Regions from separate parts of the Mus musculus genome. Here regions 2, 3 and 4 are each linked to region 1. Evidence: chromatin contacts called from public Hi-C and promoter capture Hi-C data. All regions are on one chromosome and are shown on one strand. The core of a region is the stretch at or near the end of the contact, and the rest is flanking DNA. Distances in the headings are between cores, read along the strand shown.

Region 1 (3,549 bases), core at 360-2,859:
AAAGAAAAGAACAATCCAAAGCAATCTACTTTGGCCCACTGAGTACTGAAGGTCTGGTGTGACGGTGTAGACTTGGAGCCATCGATAGTCAGCACTGCTTTCTTGAGCGTGGCAGTCTACCGGGCCCTACCGTCCCTCGCCATGCCTCATCTTCCGGCTGTCCTGAAACAACAGTGCACATTCTCCAGGCTCCTCTGTGGCTGGTGAGTTGGCTCAGGTAGTAAAGACACTTGGTGTGCAAGCCTGGAAACCCGAGTTCGACCCTCAGAACCAACAGAAAGGCAGGCGAGAACTCCAAAGTTGTCCTCTGCCCAGATGTGGACTGTGACACGCATGCATGGCCATACACACAACAGGCAGAGAAAGTTTAGGGTTAGTCAGGTGAGCTGGCACAGGTGATCTCTGCACTTGGGAGGCAGGGTCAGGAGGAGCAGGCCATCCCTGACTGTACAGAAATCTGAGGACAGCCTGGTCTACAAAAGAGCCCATTTAAAGAAAAGGATTTGCACGGTCTAACACTGAATGTAATTGACAACTGTGTCGTTGCCAAGGAAACCATCTGTGCACTGTGACTCCAGACTCCCATATGCTTTTGCCACATTTCAAGCTGTTACTAAAAAGCAAATTCTTAAAACCCAGACTTCCACCAAGTCAGCCACCTCTCCAAAAGCGAGGCTAAGGCCCGAGCAATCCACAGCCTAATGAGGGTCGCTTCCTTAAAATAACAAGGAAAGGGAAACTGCAAGGAACTGTGGGAGCGCATTTGACTCCTGCTGCCTTCGAGACAGCCACGATGTGTCAGAGCCACCATAAGGTGCACATTCACGTCTCAGAAGACGGCTCGGGAGACAACTCTCGGGGCTGAGGACTACAAGCCTGTCTGTACAGGGAGAGGGATGCACAGACACGCAGCCAGGGCTATGTTTCTCCGGAGCGTGAGTTAGTCTTGATTTTCACCGGAAAAACTAACTCCTCCATCCTGGAGTTAGGAAACGAAACGACCCCCAGTGTGTGCTGGGATCCGCACGCTCCTCTCCCGTGCAATTTACTTGAGGACTTAGTTTCAGATCACCATGCGCACGTGAGAAGAGCAAGGGCGTACCGGGTGCCCTGCAGCGGGGGTGAAGAGGCGGTCGGACCTCTGGCAGGCAGCGCAGCCATCTCTCCAGCTCCCGTAGCTCTCAGGGGCCTTTCTCCTGGCTGACTGGGTTAGCTCGGGCTGCTCCCAAGCGTCCGACCACGCCCGCCGGCTCGGCCGTGCCCCTCCCATCCGCGCACGCCGCGGTCCCCCACCGTCCCCTCACCCCCGTGGCCTGGGCGGTGTGCGCACGCGGAGAGGCCCGGCCTACCTAGCGGAGCGCACGGGGTCCGGCTGCAGAGAGGGGCTCGGTCTCCTCACGCGGGCCCGGGCTTCCCGGAGGGAGCGCGGCGGCCGCCTGAGGAACACGCACGCGGCGGGGCCCGAAGCCACGGACCTGCTCTGGCGCGGGGCAGAGGGGGCGCAGCCGGGAGACCCCAGACCGCCGAGTCGTCCGCCTCAAGCCGGTGGAAACTGCCCCGTTACCACAGAAGCACCGCGCACGCGCCACGAGCCACTTCCGGGACTGCCCGGAAAGCGTCAGAGCACGGCGTCCCGCCCCTCTCAAGGCGGGCGCACATGCGCAGAAGCCCTGCTGAGGGCGAGAGGAAGTGTTTATGCCAGCAGTTGTGCGTTTGTGGAAAGTCGGCCAGCGCAGTTGCCAGGCAACTAGTTGAGAGAGGGCGTTGTTTTCGCGTGTGTATCGTTATATTGATTGTTGTTTAAACGTCTAAAGATGATCGTGGAGCCGAAGAGATGGCTCAGCGGCCAAGAGCAGTGGCTTCTTGGGGAAGACCCAGATTCTATTCCCAACACCTACTGGACGGCTCACAGGTCCAAGAGAACCAACACCAGTTCTTGGAGAACTGACGCCCTCTTCTGGTCTCTGTGGTCATTGCACGCAGTGGTGCTTAAACTTCTTCAGGCAACATACTCATATACATGTAAAAACAAAAAACAAACAAACAAACAAACAAAAAAAGAGTTCCCCAGCTCAGATCTAGCACTGTCCTCTGAGAGGCTGCCTACTTGGAACATCCCGAGCGGTATGATAAGGGGAATGGTTCCTACTCCCTGAGATGTTTAAGATTTATTTCCGTGCATGGATGTTGTCCCTGTGTGTATGTATATGCACCACATGCTTGGGGAGGCATGAAAACTGTGTAGGAGCCCCTGGAACAGGAGTTACAGATAGTCGAACCATCATGTGGGTACTGGGAACCGAACCATGGCTCTCTTCAAGAGCAACAAGTACACTTAATTACTGAGCCCCATGTACTAATAGGTCAGTATTAAGCCTGTTTGAAACACAAAAGTCCTGCTCTATGAAACATTCCACATAGAGTGTTTAAGGTGTCAGATAAAATGACAACATAGTTAGCTAGATTCCAGAATGGGGGTTCCAATGAACCAATCAGGGAAAGCGGTTTTAGAGAGAGAGAAAGGACAAGTGTCAGTGAGGAAGAACAAAATGTGATTGGTCCCTACAAAATTAGTTTCCTTGTTGGGCAACTTGGCAGGCCTTCCAATCCCTGCACGCAGGAGGTAGAGGCAGGGGGTGGGGGGGGGCGTCTCTGTGAGTTCTAGGCCAATCAGAACTACACAGAAATGTTCTGTCTCCAAAACAATTTTTAAAAATGTAAGGCAGGAACAGGGTTACAGAACAATGGAATAAAAACTGGCCGCTGGTTACCTGTCTTAAGGGACCTCAGTACAACACAGAGGAAACAGGCCTGTCTAGGACACTTGGTGATCATCTACTTACTCCCATCCCCTGAGAAGTCAAATAACAAGGTTTAGTTAGCGTACATAGTGTTTGGTTTGTCGTCGTCGTGTTTATTCCTGTTGGGGCTCAGGGGAAGAGTTGGGTCCAGAGTAGAGGGCTCCTTTAGGTTGGTTTCACAGGGCATTGTTACTATGACCTTCCCAGGACCCGCCCAGACTGATTCCTCTGTCTCCCCAGCCTTGTGATCCCTGTCTAAAGAATTCATTAACTAGCCAGCACAGCACACCCTTAGTGAGGGCAGCTGACAGTGACCAAAGAGGCTTTACAGTAACGGCCACAACCATCAAGCAGCAAACAGCACAGTTCCCTTTAGGGCCATGGCCCTTGCAGCACTGCATTATAGTCCTGCGGGGTGTGCTGGATAGTTTTATGCCAACTTGACACAAGCTAAAGTCATCTGACAGGAGGGAACCTCAGTTAAGAAAATGCCTCCATAAGATTAGGCTGTGCGCAAGACAGTAAAGCAATTCCTTAATTAGTGATCAGTGGTGGAGGGCCCAACCCATGGTGGATGGGGCCATCCCTGGGTTCTATAAGAAAGCAGGCTGAGCAAGCCACAGAAAGCAAGCCAGTAAGCAGCATCCCACCATGGCCTCTGCATCAGCTCTTGCTCCAGGTTCCTGCCCTGACTTCCTTTGCTAATGACCTGTGATGTAGACGCCTAAGCAGAATAAACCCTTTCCTC
Region 2 (3,567 bases), core at 143-2,642, 410 kb after region 1:
TTCACGTGCACTCACATGTGCACTCAAATGCACACACATGCGTGCACACACAAACAAATATATAAAAAAAGGTCTTTGTGCCATGCTTCATTAGAAGCAGAGATCAGAGATGGCAGTGCTCAGCTCTCATGCCAGTTCTGGGAGGTGGAGCCTGGAGGATCAGGAGTTCAAAGTCACCCTCAGCTATGCAGCAAGGACAAGAACAGCTAAAGCTACTTGAGACTCAAGACAGGTCAAAAAAAAGGTAAGGGAACCAAAACCTAGAGCCTGGGAGACGGTTCAGTTGGTAAAGGTGCTTGCTGCCAAGCCTAAAGGCCTGAATTTAATCCCCGAGATCCACGGGGGGAAAGAAAAGAACTGCCCAGGTTCTATACACACATACACATACACACATACACACACATATACACACACAGACACACAGACACATTTACACACACATACACACAGACACATATATACACACAGACACACAGACACATATATACACAGAGGACACACAGACACAGACATACACAGACATACATACACAGATACAGACACACAGACAGATATATACACATATACACACAGAGATACATACACACACATACATATACACACACATACACACAATTTTAAAAGACACTCTGGTGTTCACTTGTGAAGAACCTGAGTGGCAGTGTTGGTTACACCTCCTGTATACAGCCTCTGAGGGTTTTGCTTGGGCAGAATACAGGCCCCATAGACAAACCCGGTCCTACTCCCAAGAACCCAACATCATACTGAAAGGAAGTCAGTCTTCGTCACAGAGTATAAACCAAGAGGTGCAGGCTGCCTTGCACAGATGGGGCCTGCTCTCGAGTTCCCACACTACAATCAGCAACAGGGGCATCCTTAGTAAGACGGAGCTGGTCCTGATAGCACATGTCTGTCACTCCACCTAAGGAAGAATTGCTGCAAGTTCAAGGACAGCCTTGCCTACATCATGAGCTCCATGCTAACCAGTACAACACAGAAAACAAAAAAGATAACACAGACATGAAGGCAGGTATGGTGGTGCCTCCTGCCAACCCCCTGCTCCAGATGATCATGAGTCTGGGACCGGCTTGAGTTATTACGGAAGACTCTGTGCCCAACAGAAAGGAGGGGCGGGAAATGGGAAACTCCTGATTTTATCTGTGTGCCCTCAGTCACAGGTCTGAGCATGTATGATAAGGGGATGACTAAGCATTTTCTATGGTGGGAGTGAAGATGCTGCCTTTGAAGAAGTGGGAAGGGTCATGGAGAGAGATCTCCTAGGGAGAGTGGGGCCCTGTCGACACCCCATTTCAGCGCAGCCACACTGACTTCACATGCCTGGCTTCTGGAACCTTCAATGACTAAAGCTTCTGTTTAATCTCCCAAGGGCGCGTGGGAGTTTTTGGAAGCATGCAGCCCCAGGTTCCTGCTCCTCGTCTGGACAGCACAGGCAATCCAAAGGGCACCACCTCTGAGAGAAGCCGAGGTTCCCCTCCCCCTTAGCATTTCGGGATAGAGACCCCTGTCCTGGGCATCAACAGACCACTGGTGCCTACTAGGCAGCGCCCCAGACAGCAGCAGAGAGTAAGGGACCAGACTGGAGGGAGCAGAGGCCTAATTGAAGTGTGAGCTCACAGGGAGGGGTATTTACTCTAGGTCAGCCATCAGCAATTCTGAGGGGTGCCCACGCGCTGAGCCAGGAGGTTTGGAGTGTCCCTGGTGAGCTCCTGCTGCTGGGGCAAGGTCCTGGCTTGTGTGTACGTTTCAGCCTTCTGCTTTCTTCCCAGAGCCTCCACCTCCCCCACTTGTGTGCGTTCTTTCCATCACATCCTGAGCCTTACAGAACTGTGTCACTGAAGGCTGGGCTCAGAAGCCACCAGCCCCCTAGGGAAGGTTCTAGAATGCACCCCTTACTTAGCTGGAATCCTATTCATCTCCGCGTCCTTTTTGTTTCCCCACATGAACATCTTCAGCCTCCATCCCTGACCTCCCTGCCCCCACATCCTCACCCTCCCTGTTCTCCAGTCTCTCGTCACTTCTGGTGCCCACGTTGGCTCCTCAGCCCTTTCCTTGTGCTGACGTAACCCCTTCCATAGGTGAACAGCATGCCGTGCATGTCTCACCGCTGTCTTGTCTTGAGTTAAAGAACATCCATCCCATCGCCAGCCAGAATCGCTGTCCAGCTAGAGGGTGACCTTGTTTGGAAAGAGCCTTTCTGGATGAAACTAAAGTGAGGTCAGGCGGAACCAGAGCAAAGACCATATGAAATAACCGTTGTCCTTATAGGACAAGACTTCACATGCTGACAGGAGGGGGACAGAGACAGAGGGAGGGCTAAGGTGAGCCAAGGCACACTGAGGATCTCCCAAACCATCAAGAGTTGGAGGAAGCACTAAAGGACCTTCCCCTAGAACCATTAGGGGGTGTGGCTGAACACCCATCTTGGGATATTGTAAGAATGAGCACCTGTTGTTTTAGCGCTGTTTTGGTCAGACCAGCTCCTACCCTGCCAGTAGGGCCCTGGGACACCAGGGATTCAGGGTAAAATAGAGCCAGTCTCCTAGACTGCCACACTCTCTCAAGCTTGGTCACAGCTCCAACTCTAGCTTCATCTCCTGCCTCCTGCCCCCTGTTCAGCTCCATCTCATTGCTGGTCTCTAGTTCTAGCATGTTCGCTGCCTCCACAGACTGATCATTCGCCTCCTCTGTCTGGAACTCTCTGTTGAGAGGCATCTCGGTAGCAGTTAATATAGAGACCCAGTTATAAGTCTCTACATCTCTGTTTCCCTTAGCTCAAAACTAAATGGACCTAGCAGAAAAGAGGTGTGACCCAGCAGGGAATGGGCTCCCATGTTCACTGATCCTTCCAGAACCTTCCATGTGCGTTGTTTCCAAGTATCTAGTCAATGTTATATACTTGAGCACAGTATACCCAAAAGACTGGCCATATATGGGCTTTCTGCACAGCCTACCTGTTTTGGCTCCAACTCTGAACATGGCTTGTTGGGTGTCTCCCATCTGGCACCAACACAGCTGAATTCTGTGACTTCCAGGTTGTGGATCTTTGGCTTGCTTCACTTTCCCTGGTAAAAAGGCTCTTTGTTGTTCTCAGGAAGTGTCACAGGAACAATGGGCAGTTAACTTCATTCCTTTCTTTGGCTGGACTGGGGTGGGGGCCAGAGCGGGGCAAAGAGGGGAGGTTCCCCTCCAGATTTCTAGTGGGGTGGAGGAGAGAGTCATCAGTCAAAGTTCCCTGGGAATGCAAGCTCCTGAGAGCCTAAGGTGGCCTTAGTTGTGCCCTAGATCCCAGACCTGAGGTGCCAAGTGGATTCATTACAGCCGACTCTGGTTCTGAGTCTAGTGTCCACTCAACTCTCTCCCACTTTGCTGTTCCCCTTAATTTCTTGTCTGTTAATCTGCTCTGTGCCCAAGTGCTCTCACACAGTTCATGGAGAACAAGGAGTGCCTGAGCCTGTAAGATCCCTGGCTCCTGGATTCACAAGGAGGCACATGACCTACCTGAGCCAATGACTCACAGGTCAATAGCTCTGGGCCCTGACAGTCCCT
Region 3 (3,117 bases), core at 310-2,809, 380 kb after region 1:
TGATGGCTGGAGCTCCAGAGGCCATAAAACCCAAGAGATATTCTTGGGCAGCAGAGCAATGGGAGGAAGCCTGTGTGATCCAGGGCTTCACAGTTCCCTCTAATGCAGGGGGCGGGAGTGGGAGCGGATAGGACCACCACCATCTTTGTTGGTCACAGCCTCCTGCCAGCTCTAAGTGAGTCCTCACCTGCTCCTCAGAGGTGGCCTGGGTGTGGGGCCTGGAGGTCAGGCAGATCCTTCCCTTCGTAACTGTGATTTATCCATGAACCAGGGGCTGATGGGACCACACCAGCTGGATGTACATATGCTTAGGAAGGAGCCAGACTCTCCAGATGTGGTTTTAAAAAGCAGAAGGATGGTCCATGTGACCTTAGCTGCTTTCTCACAACATTGCCAAGAGATGTGCATGTGTGTGCACATACACATATGCTGTGCAAGGATGTGTTGCTTGAATACATGTGTGTACACCTGGCTATGCATGTATGAATTGCACGTATGGGTGCACATGTGTACAAGCACGCAAGTGGTGTGCGATTGTGCAAAGGTGTACATGTATGTATGTGTAAGTGTGCAGACATGTATGGGCATGGTTGTGTGGGCATGCATATTTGTGCACTTGTGTGCCTCTGTGTGTGTGTGTGTATCTCTGTGTGTGTGTCTGTGTGTGTGTGTGTGTGTGTGTGTGTGTGTGTGTGTGTATACACATGCATAGGCACTCCTGATGTCATTACACTTCATATCCTCGTTGTTCAATGTGCATCTCCTAAGGACATGCTGACACATAATGACAACTTTCTTCACTGTTTAATGCAGAACATGCCACCTACATAACACAACAGCATCACAACATTGTCTTAATTCCAGTGTAATCATTCCCATAATTCTATGGGATAATTCTATGCTATCTGCTACAGCCAGGCACATCCCCGTGTCCCCAGCTGTCCCTAGCATTATCCTTGGCACTCACTTAGCTGTCACATCGCCTCAGTCATTCTGTATCTGGTCCTCCCTGCTGTCATTTCTGATCTCCTCTTTTGCGAGGTGAGCATTTTCCAGCAGTCTAGGCTTTTGTAGGACATCTCTGCCTCCCCATCCCCCACACAGTGTTGGTGATTGAATCCAGTGCTTTGACCATGCTAGGCAAGTGCCCTGCCACTGAGCTCTGCCCCAGTCCTGTGGGCCAAGTGATTTTTAGCAACATGAACACGTGCAGCCTTTAGGAACCTGGCTTTTCATCAGCTCTGGGTATTGATTGGGGATAAAATCAAACCCTGTAGCAGCAGGGCCGAGGAGGCCTTTGGTTAGTGGCAATAAAGACCCTTCCAGAAGCCTGGCTTTCCCCCATTGCCAGTTTAAATGCAGGGCAGTCTGTAGGGGGCTCCACAGTAGGGAGACCCAAAGGCAGTAAGGAGACTGCTCCATCTAGGACCTCAAGGACAGGGACAGGTGGCCCAGCTAGCAGAGTCTAGCAGCCCTCAGAGAGGCCTGGAAATGAAGAGACTGGGACCTCGGGGAAGGAATGGTATCTGGGGTCACACTGCCACCAGCTGCCATGAGATCGCAAGCATCCTGTCCCAGGCTTCCAGATGTGGCTGACAGTGAACTTTCTGGTCCCTTTGTGAGACTTCCTGTATTTTGCCACCTGCATTTTATCGGCTTTGTAGCTTCGTTTTTGAATGACATAAAGGGCCTGAGATGAGCTGCTCAGCATGCGGAAGGCCTGCTGTCTATCACTGTCCTACATACCCAGGTATGGGGTGAGTCCCTGTGATTCTAGCATCAAGGAGATGGAGACATCAGAACCCCAGAGCTGTCTTTGGCCACACAGAGATTTCAAGACCAGCCTAAGAGGTAAATATGTAGATATAGACCAGTGGCTCTCAAAGTGTGGTCCCCAGACTGAGAATTTTCTTTTTTACTCTTTTCTTTGTTTGGCTTTTCGAGTTAGGGTTTCTCTATGTAGCCCTGGCTGTCCTGGAACTCACTCTTTAGACCTGGCTGGCCTCGAACTCAGAGACCCACCTGTCTCTGCTTCCCAAGTGCTGGGATTAAAGGTATGCACCACCCATGCCCGGCTTCTGCTTTGTTTTGTTTTGAGAATTTTCTTAAAGTGAACATGTTGGGCTCTTCCCCAGACTCGTGAACCCACCACCCAATAACCTGTGCCTCTCCGGGTCCCCGGGTGATTCTGACGAAGGCTGCACCCGGGAATCCCAAGGAGGAGCAGCAACCTACGGAGCACTGGGCAGGTCTTGGAGCCCTGAGCAGAGGGATGGCTGGCCCAGGAGCACAGAGCACATGCGCACAGAGAACTGCTCCGTGAGCCCTGAGATGCTCCTGCCAAGACCGTCAGCACTGCCCAGTGGCACCCAGAATGCTTTGCATCAAAGAATGGCAAGCAGGACAGGGTTCTGAGCAGAACAGTTCTTCACCCTCCAGCCCCCTGTGCTGTCTCCCGGTTCACAATGGGAGCCTACCGCATTTGGGTGGGGGGTGGTCTTGTGCACTGTGTATTCAGATGCTAGTTACTGCACCCCGAGATCTGGGTGCAGTCTGACTTTGAGTCTGACTTTGCTATTGTGATTTGCTATTATTATGAAGCACTTTCTGAATGGGTAGTTTTGTAAAACATTGGTCTCCATTATCTTCTGATTGGGGTGGGGTGTGTGTATGTGTATGTGTGTGTGTGAGAGAGAGAGAGAGAGAGAGAGAGAGAGAGAGGGGGGGGGGAAGAGAGGAAGAGAGAGAGAGGGAGAGACAGAGAGAGACAGAGACAGAGATATTTGCCATGAGAGATTTACCATGAGCCATTCTCCATGAGCAGGTGGCCAGGAAGGTTACCATGAGGACACTGATAGAGCAGGAGCAGCCAGGACAAGACTAAGAAGGCAAGTAATGGGCACATGGCTGGGAAATCGGCCAGGCCAGCATCTTCTCCTTAGAAAATAGCTCAGAATTTTCCCAGCTTAGCACCTGAGGCTTTTAGTAAACATACCAGGCCTCTGTGTTATTAATTGGGGAGACAAAGGGAACAATAGAACAGTTTTCCACATTTACTTTGTAACACTTCTTTTGAAAACTTCAGAAAAATTCTAGTAAAAAACCAACTATCATGGG
Region 4 (3,429 bases), core at 578-3,077, 480 kb after region 1:
AGCCAGGGCGACACAGGGAGATGCCATCTCAGATAGCCCGAAAACAAACAAACAAACAAACAAATTTATTTGTATTCACGCAGGCATGCGTGCACATGCATGTGTGTGTGTTTACACCATGTGTGTTCAAGGTACCAGAGGAGGCCAGGAGCATCAGATTTCCTAGAACTAAGGCGATAGATAGGAGCCACCATGTGGGCACTGGGAACTGAACCCGGGTCTTCTGAGAGAGCATCCAGTGCACTTAACCACGGCGGCTCCATCTCTTCAGCCCCGTGAACACTGATTACCAGCACGAGCCGCTGCTCCCTGCAATAGTGCAATAATATTTTCCTTCCTTCCTTCCTCCCTCCCTCCCTCCCTCCCTCCCTTCCTCTTTCTTTCTTTCTTTCTTTCTTTCTTTCTTTCTTTCTTTCTTTCTTTCTTTCTTCCTATCTATCTATCTATTATTTATTTATTTATTTATTTATTTATTTATTTATGTAGGACACAAGGTCACGAAGGTCTTTGTGAACACAGAGTCCTGGCCTGGAGCTCATTAAGTAGACCAGGCTTCCCTGGAAGTAACAGAAATCCACCTGCATGGGGGGACAGGCACGCAGTAAAAGGTGTCCTTCCACATTCTTCAGAGGTGCCATTAGGAGATACACCGGGGAAGGAAAAGGTGACTCTTTCCAGACAGGAGACAGCGAGAGCGTCATCCATAGCCGCAAAGTGACGCTAGGCTGGCAAGAGGTTCCAGTGGGGAAAGGCCCTTACGGCCAAGCCGTCAACCCGTGGGCCCCAAATGACACAAGTGGAAGATTGGCTCCCCAAAAGCTGTCCTCTGACCTCCACGTCTGCACTACACACCCTCAACTAGAAAACAATAAATAAATGTGATTTAAAAAATTTAGTTAAAATGTTGTTAAAGCTCAGCCACAGGCAAGGCTCGCGTGAAGACAGGAAGGCGGAGCGCCACAACCATCTACCAAAAAATTTCAAACGTGAAGTATTTCAGATATCAAAATTGAGAAGAATGAGCTAGAGAAGTAGCTGGCAACTGGGGCAAGATGGGGGGCTGGGGGTGGGGTGGGGTTAGAACACCCTGATGGTTCCCTTTCAAGTCTGGAAGGTAACACTTTAACAGTGGTCCTCGTGTCTTCCAAACCTAGAGTTTTCCTGACTTTAGCTTCTTATTTTCCTTGTAGGCACACGCAAGTTAACCGTAGGTATAGGATTCTGCAAGGCCAGCAAATATAGCCCGCTCTGGCTCTCTGTCCCCATCCACCCTTACTGGACCTGATTCTGTTGGGCCAATCACTTCTGCCCACCCCCACCCCCGCCCCCGCCCCTTTGGCAGGTACGGTGACTGAGGCCGGAGGATGAATCCACCGTGTCTGTCGCCCATGGCTGATGAGAATCTACGGTGTATTTAGCCCATGGCAGAAGAAAACTTACTATGAAGTTAGGCTACTGAACATCTGCCTGAGCCCAGTTTCCCTCCAGGGGCCGTTGTCAGTGGCAGATGCGGCAGGGAGCCACATGGCCCAGGAAGAGCGGCCACCTGGCTGAGCCGAAGGTGGAGCCTTCTGGTTCCTGGTTGGTTCTGTGGGATCTTTTACCTCAATGGCCGTTGCTAGGGGAACTCTCCAACTTCCACTCCTAAAGAGACCCCCAAGAGCATCAGCCTTTCCTAGAAGAACACTCACTAGAAATTTACGTTGAAATTTACGTTGCTGGGGTTCACCCAGAACTCCTGAATCGGAGCCTGGGAGGGGCCCCCTGATCTGCCCTGAGATTGGGACAGCCTGGTGACCACTCAGGCGCACCTGTCTCAGGAATCTGAGCTGCAGCGAGATTTCACCTCCTGTAGCCCGGGGCCAGCAATGCGTAGGGCGTCAGGATCTTTTATGAAGCTTCATGCAGAGGTGAACCCACAGCGGGAAGCAAAAATTGCTCAATAATTCCCTCAGCGAGTGCTTCCTCAAGGCTTGCCTTGTACGGTAGGATTTTTTTTTTTTTTTTTTTTGTTCGTTTAGGTCTTTCCTCCCCCCCCCCCCCTCACCTGGAATCATGGTGCTTAGAGTGGTCTGGAACTTTCTACATAGCTCGTACTTTGACCTCCTGATTCTCTTGCTTCTAAGCACTGGGAGTCCCATGAGCATCAGCACACCGGGTTATGAGGTACTGGGATGGAACCCTAGGCCGTGTGTGTTCTGGGCAAGCATTCTGTCAACCGAGCTCTGAGCTGAGCTAGGATTTTTGTTGGGATCCCTGTACTCCTGAGCTTCTTGGAGATAGAACACGGCAAGTGGTTGTAAGAAAACCAGCCACATCTGTTTCTGAATGTGAGGGTGATCTGCCCGGCTCTGCCAAGCTCCAGCAGTGCTGGCCACTTGTTGGCCTCTCACATCAAGGGGAACCAGGGCACAGAGGAAGCACCAAGGACGTGCAGAATGAAGAGCAAGGGGAAAGAAGGGAGCTGGCTGCTTAGGGGCAAAGGTCACCTCTGGTCACATCCCCAGCACTAGACATGGTAGATTCCAGAATCCAGTACTGACAGTTCTGAAAGTCACTCCTGTTAACCGAGTCTGTGCTGCTTCAGCCTGCTTGGATACAGCCTGGGAGTCAGGACTTCCACGAGTGGTCGCGTGCTGAATTCAGGGTGGGGTGGGCCGGGGTGTGAACGCACTTTTGCAGGTTCGAGGGCAAGTGGAGCTCACCCACTTGGATACTAATGAAATCCAAGCTGGCATGCGAAGTCCTGTAAAATTGTTCTGGAGGTGAAGGGCTCCGACAGCTGCTTTTAATTTTTTACTTTATTCCATTTTTCCCATGGTTTTATGTGGATCATAGAGGTGTCCTCGTTTTATAACTAAGAAGCAATTGCTTGCCTTTAACCCCAGCACTTTGGAGGCAGAGGCAATCGGATCTCTGTGAGTCTGAGGTCAGCCTGGTCTATATATTGCGACCAATATATTGGGACAGCCAGGGCTACAGAACAAGATCCCGCCTCGTAAAAATAAATAGTGAAAAATGAAAACAACAAAGCAGTTGTTAACTGCAAGCCCTGTCCAACCCACCTTCAGCCACATGGTGAGCTTGAGGTTGGTTCTGGCCACCTCAGATCCTGTGTAGAAGCAAAACACACAGAGAAGGACAACTGTGTGTGTGTGTGTGGGGGGGGAACAGAGGGAGGGAAGGAGGGAGGGAAGGAGGGAGGGAGAGAAAGGGAGAGGGAGGGAGGAAGAGAGAAAGAGTGAGTGAGAGAGAGAGAGACGCAGTTGATGCTGTTGATAAAGTTGGGCTGAACACTCCTGGGGTCTGACAGCCCAGCTACCCAGGGTCACAAGTTCAAAGACAGTTCAAGGACATCTGGGAAGGGTACGAAACAATAGATAACCAAAGCACTGCATGCCTGTCCTAGCTCATCAGATTGTCAGGCTG

The links. Promoter capture Hi-C pulls out the DNA fragments that hold promoters and counts their contacts. Hi-C and Micro-C count contacts between places; a contact is called where the count stands out from the background.
Region 2: a contact with region 1 is called in a Hi-C map of the G1E-ER4 cell line, with 2.0 times the contacts expected there. The contact joins the enhancer-like site here to the promoter of Rae1 in region 1. A contact is called at or near these places in 3 of 484 Hi-C or Micro-C datasets (all in the G1E-ER4 cell line) and 3 of 115 datasets of contacts at active chromatin or transcription factors (embryonic stem cells, forebrain and neural tube).
Region 3: a Hi-C map of the P5424 cell line shows a contact between it and region 1, with 5 times the contacts expected there. The contact joins the enhancer-like site here to the promoter of Rae1 in region 1. A contact is called at or near these places in 4 of 484 Hi-C or Micro-C datasets (the G1E-ER4 cell line, the P5424 cell line and embryonic stem cells).
Region 4: a contact with region 1 is called in a promoter capture Hi-C map of embryonic stem cells, with 4 times the contacts expected there. The contact joins the enhancer-like site here to the promoter of Rae1 in region 1. A contact is called at or near these places in 1 of 39 promoter capture datasets (embryonic stem cells) and 8 of 115 datasets of contacts at active chromatin or transcription factors (acute myeloid leukemia, craniofacial prominence, embryonic basal ganglia and 5 more).

Annotation. Positions count from the first base shown.
Region 1 is chr2:172,998,177-173,001,725 of GRCm38.p6, reverse strand. Rae1 (ribonucleic acid export 1) reads right to left here and starts at 1,609. Exons shown (of 12, transcript NM_175112.5): 1 at 1,350-1,609.
Region 2 is chr2:172,588,661-172,592,227 of GRCm38.p6, reverse strand. Gm36038 (a long non-coding RNA gene) reads right to left here. Exons shown (of 3, transcript XR_867065.1): 2 at 2,973-3,215. Among named protein-coding and RNA genes, the nearest start is that of Gm36038, 13 kb to the right of the region's middle. Within about 2 kb of position 1,392, at least 14 of the 459 cell types and tissues checked have an H3K27ac peak or open chromatin away from gene starts, as enhancers often do. A contact at or near this core is called in the G1E-ER4 cell line, where this site is marked.
Region 3 is chr2:172,618,668-172,621,784 of GRCm38.p6, reverse strand. No RefSeq gene overlaps it. Among named protein-coding and RNA genes, the nearest start is that of Gm36038, 43 kb to the right of the region's middle. Within about 2 kb of position 1,559, at least 6 of the 459 cell types and tissues checked have an H3K27ac peak or open chromatin away from gene starts, as enhancers often do. A contact at or near this core is called in the P5424 cell line and embryonic stem cells, where this site is marked.
Region 4 is chr2:172,521,124-172,524,552 of GRCm38.p6, reverse strand. No RefSeq gene overlaps it. Among named protein-coding and RNA genes, the nearest start is that of Gm35864, 3.7 kb to the right of the region's middle. Within about 2 kb of position 1,827, at least 5 of the 459 cell types and tissues checked have an H3K27ac peak or open chromatin away from gene starts, as enhancers often do. A contact at or near this core is called in embryonic stem cells, where this site is marked.